2 separate regions of the Muntiacus reevesi genome follow, and region 2 is linked to region 1. Evidence: chromatin contacts called from public Hi-C data. All regions are on one chromosome and are shown on one strand. The core of a region is the stretch at or near the end of the contact, and the rest is flanking DNA. Distances in the headings are between cores, read along the strand shown.

Evidence for each region. A called contact is a pair of places that touch in the nucleus more often than the background predicts.
Region 2: a Hi-C map of blood shows a contact between it and region 1, with 4 times the contacts expected there. The contact joins the promoter of DNAJB11 here to the promoter of RFC4 in region 1. A contact is called at or near these places in 2 of 3 Hi-C or Micro-C datasets (blood and muscle).

The regions. Positions count from the first base shown.
Region 1 is chr8:58,495,909-58,498,516 of mMunRee1.1, reverse strand. RFC4 (replication factor C subunit 4) reads right to left here and starts at 1,302. Exons shown (of 11, transcript XM_065943608.1): 1 at 1,056-1,302.
Region 2 is chr8:58,689,585-58,692,192 of mMunRee1.1, reverse strand. It overlaps DNAJB11 (DnaJ heat shock protein family (Hsp40) member B11), which reads left to right and starts at 1,328. Exons shown (of 10, transcript XM_065942953.1): 1 at 1,328-1,566. The coding sequence starts at 1,499.

The DNA of each region.
Region 1 (2,608 bases), core at 53-2,552:
AACCCCATATAGACATTCAATAAATACTACATGAAGGACATCACCCCGTGACCCAGCATCCCCTAAATGCATTCTACTGAGGACTAGTGGGACATAAACTAGTGGGCCAAAGTGCTAAAGGAACTTAAAAATCTACTTATAGTGAGGGAGTTATAGAAAAAAGGACTTCTAACTTTTTGATAAGTACGATGGCATTAAAGGCCAAACTGTACAGGGGTCTCAAAAGTCATCAGCCTAGCTCTAGCTGAGACCCTAGAATGGACTCAAAAATTAGGAGGAGTACCAGGACCAAAAATGAAAACCCTCTGCTTCTCATGGGCCTAGAGCTCCACTCAAGAGCCTATTTTACTGGCAGAGCCTGAGCTTGCCTTCAGAAGCTTTTGTGGGGAGGGAACTGGGGGAGAGGAGACACTGATGTTAAAATGTAAATAGCTGTTTTTCTGATTGCATGCTTATTTGAAAAAAATCAAAACAAAGCAGAAAAGCATGAGGAGTTTAAAAAATTCAAAATCTCACCCATAAGATAAGTATTAACATTCATGTAAACATTCACCCAAGCAGCACAAGGCTGTTTTTAGGGATAGTTTGCCTGAAAATCCCCAGCATTAGTAGCAATTTTACTTATTTTTTTGGAAGTGCAATTTTTTTTTCACTGTTGTGTTTCCAGGGCGTGGCAGAGGATAGATGCTTTATAAGATTCGGTGACTGAATTACCATTTATCAGACCCAGTTTCCCCTTCTGTAAAAGAATCTAAAAGCCCATTTCTTAAGGTAACTAAGTCAAAAGAACTGTTTAAACACATAGCTCTGTGCTTAGCATAGGGGTATATAATCAATGAATAAAATAAACTGCCAATATCTGTAAACTAAGGTTTTTAACGTTGTTGGATTAGTCCATCCCTGCAACAGGCTGTAATATCGCCCAAAGCAGGGCTCTGAAGGATGATAAGGCTGAGCTACCCGTACACCACGAGGTGCAAGACATCACAGAGGCATCGAGGGCGCAAAAGTGGAGAAAGGCGAAGGTAATCCTCGCAATTTCTCCCGCTGGTCACCTGTTCTCCCCGGTTCCCTGCGCGTGTTCGCCGGCAGTGCCTGGGCCTTTCAGTAGCTCGTATCGAGAGCGAGGACGCCGCCAGCTCGTTCCTGAGATTTCCGGGACAGGGAAAGGGCGAGGTGGTCACGAAGTCTTAGCTCCGTCCCCCAAGCTGAGACTCTCAGGCCCGGGAAGCCCCGAGCGGTAGAGCGGGGACACTTAACAGCTTCCGCCTTCAGCAAGCATCCCGAGTTCCCGCCACCGAAAGGCGGCGAAGGGCAGGGCGGGAATACGCCGCACGCACGTCACTTCCGGTCCGCCGCGCGCGCCCAGCCTTAAAGGAGCTGTGTCCTCCTAGTCCGTAGTGTTCAAACTGATGAGACGCGCGGGTTTTCGGGTACGCTGTGGGTGGGATGGGAATGAATGCGGTGGTGTAAGTAAAGCTCTACTCTGCTCTCGCGCAGCCCTCCGACTCGAGGCTGCAGGCAAGGGAACTTGAGCACGGCCTTCTGGAGGAGACGCTGGGGCCGCGAACCCGCGTGCTCAGCGGCTGGGGACAGGGAGGGCTCCGAGAGCCGACCCGCCAGGGTGGTTGGGGAGGTGAGTACGGGGCCTTGAATCCCGCAGGTCCACTCTCTTTGTGGAGACGAGCCTGCGGAACCTGTACCGCACTGTTAATTCTTTGGCAGTCATGGGGCGTGTCACTGACATTTCTGCGGCGACACAATTCGGCCTGCAACCTGTTTTACCCTAAAGAAGGACGAGAATAGGGGAGGCTAAAGTCTCTCCTTCGCCAGAAGAGGGCGCCCTGGAGATCTCTGTCCTCTCCCTTCGGCTTGGTAGTCGCGAGGCTCACCGTGGGCAGAGACGGAAGAAGATGCTTTTCCTTGCCATTTTGGGTGCATGTGGCTTATTATCTCTATTACTGCCTGCCCGTTGGCGAGAGGGAGGACATTGCCGTGCAGCTATGGTCAGCTAACCCTGGAGCCCTGCCTAGAAATCAGGTGGTGCGCCACCAGGGTGCAGGCAATGTGTCCTTGAGGCAAGTGTTTTAGGCCACCCTTTTTATCTTTGCCCATTTGCTTGTCTTAGCTTTGAATTTTTTCTTAATGTTACTGAAATTTGACCCGTTTGAAATACTACTTTAGTTTCAGAAGTTTTTCTAATTACTGTAACCCGCAGGATTGATCTGGGTCTTCTCCAGATGGATATTTTCTTTGGCGTGAACTCATCACGTGTTTTAAACTTTACGTGTGTATTCATTTGTCTTTCAACAATTGCTTATGGAGTGTCCATAGGCTGCGAGGTCAACAAATGCTTATGGAGTGTCCTTAGGCCGCAAGGTGCTGGGGATGCGGCAGAGGACAAGCTGGGTCCTGCCCTCAGGTAGCCTTACAGGTAGCCTAGGAGGAAGTTGGGGCCTCTGAGTACATACATCCCGGGCCTAACCTAATTAAGGGGTTAACCATACTAAGGCTGCTTTGTGCTACTTTGTAACTCTCATAGGCAGGGCCTGATATAGTCTCTGGACAGTATAAAAAGCACACAGGTTACCTATCTGGTCACTGGTTT
Region 2 (2,608 bases), core at 79-2,578, 190 kb before region 1:
TCCAGTATTCTTGCCTGGGGAGTCCCATGGACAGAGGAGCCTGGCAGGCTACAGTCCATGGGGTGACAAAGAGTTGGACACGACTTAGTGGCTAAACAAGGAAACATTATGCTATCTTATAGCTAGTATAAAGGCTGGGGATCTTATTGTAAGTGCAATGGAAAGTCATTCAAGGCTTTTAAGCAGAGAAATTATATGATCTGACATGTGTGTAAAAAATCATGGCAGGGAAAAGTGTCGGGGTGAGAAAGAGATCCTAAGATATTAGGAGTGGAGGCAGGGAAACCAGTTAGGAAGCCCTTGCCTGGTGGGAGATGATGTGACTTGGCCGAGAGGTGGTGGAGATAATATAATAGTGGACAGATTCAAGAAATGGTTTAAAGGTAAAGATTCGTACAGGGGACACAGGAGAGAAATCCAGGAAGATACCTGAAGCTTTGCAGTCAACAACTAGGTGGTGATGTACTGAAATGAGCAAAGGGGCGGGTGGAAGGGGTCAGAGGGTCGGTTCTGTTATTATTATTTGGTTCTCTTAAGTGTAATAATATTTATTATTCTTTGCGTGCTTACTATGTGCCAGACCCTGCGCTAGACGGCTTACAGATTAAAATTTCACAATACTGTCAGTAAATGCTTTGCCTCAGTTTTGTGGAAAAGAAGCTTAAGCTCAAGCTGGGGACAAGGCGCATGTTCTCCCCGCTAGAAGTGGTGGAGGCTGAATTCGAAACTAAGTCAGTCTGCTTCCACGGACATCAGGCCTCTTCTTTGCGAAACCAAGACAGTTTTCTCGTGAGTTTTGTTAGAAGGCAAAACTTGACCAAAGCGTCGCGTCCGTTGTACCATTGACTTGCAGTCATTGTCCCCGCCCATCTCGTTCGCGTACCTCCTCCCGGGCGTCCAGCGCCTAGCTCTATATGAATGAAATTCCTAGACTCGTAACCAAGATAAAATCTCCTTCCCGCAATTGGCCAGTGCTGGAGGGAGAGCCTTGTGATTGGTAGAGAGTCCAAGGAGGCGGGCGGAGGGAAACTTCTCGTACCGTGGACGCCGGCTCTAGGAACGCATCCTACATCACTAATCTTTACGTAATTTTCTCCGACTGGCAGGTGCTTGGGCCGGACGGATTCCTGCGGCGGCGCGATTCTCTGACGTTTCCCCTTCTAATTGGCCAGGAGCTGCGGCTGCAGTTCAGAAGCCTAACTGGCCGCCCGCGCCGCCTCGGAGGTGAAGTGTACTGCACTGATTGGCTATGAGGCGCCGGCCGCGTGTGATGTCCCGAGCAGCGATTGGCTCTGGCTCGCTAGGGGCTTCTCTCGCCGGGACTCGGGACTCCCGGGAAGTGGACTGGCAGAGGAGGGGGCAAGCTAGCTGTCGCTCCTAACTAAGTCTGAGACCCGAGCTTAAGGCGGCCTCTCAGGGCCGGGTGGGCTGGCGAGCCGACGCGGCGGCGGCGGGGGCTGTGAGGAGTGCGGGGGTCCGGGGCCGGCACAGAGGGACTATGGCCCCGCAGAACCTGGGCACCTTCTGCCTGTTGCTGCTGTACCTCATCGGGACCGTGATCGCCGGGTGAGGAATTGGAATCTGCGGGCACGGGGCCATTAAGTCAGTCTTGGCTGGGAAGGAGGCTGGGGAGAGAAGGGGACATTGTCCGACGTGGGGAGTGGAAGGGGGCGTTGCTGTGGTGAGGCGGTGGAGAGGAGGAGTGGGTAGTGTGGGCCAGGCTAGTGGGATGGAGAGGAAGACAGTGGGTGACCGGGGTGATAGGGGCTTAGACCCAGAAGCCCTAGAGCTAGATTTGTCCAGAGAAGCGAGGGGTGGATGCAGTGCCAAACGCAACGTGGGATGGGGGGCTGCTGAGTTGGAGAAGGGGATGATACAGTGTTAAGTCTACAACGAGCCGTTGGGCTGGCATTAAAGTGGGTGGGTTGTGATGCCAGGTAAAGTGAGGAAGTGGGGAGAATAGGTAGGGTAGCCATGCCGGCACTGAAAAGAAATTGGATTGAGGGAGCAAGGCAGACCCTTTGAAGAGCCCGTATACCTTTCAGCTTCGTGAGATACTGAGCCTAAGCTGTCATCATGCCTCACTGTCTCTCCAGGGGGCATTCTTAGGGAGCTGAGTAGCATTACAAGCAAAGGGGAGAAACATTTTACCAATAGATCGTAGACTGGAATTCTAGCCCCACACAACTTATGAATTATGTGACTTTGAAAGAAAACCTAAATTCCCATCTTTGACATGAGGATGATAATGTGCCACCTGTTTGAAGGAAGCAGGACCTCCTGGACTCTAGAGATTCTCCAGCCTTTAAGATTCACTACCCTGTAGGCCCGGTGCCCACTGAATTTGATATGTCAGACTCATATTTTAGAATGCGGAAAATAGTAAATTCTTAGCTTCTGACAAATTTGTAGGTTACTTTGAAAGGAGACAGCACTACCTAGCAGAACTTGACAGCTTTAAGTGCTTGTTATTCTCTTAAAAGTTTTTTTACCCCCCCGTGTGCATATATGCTTAAACTTTGTTGGGTTTTTTTTTTCCTTGTGAAACATCTTATACTTCTAAAATAAAAATCTTCTTCTCCTAGGTAACACTTTATTGTATTTTTAA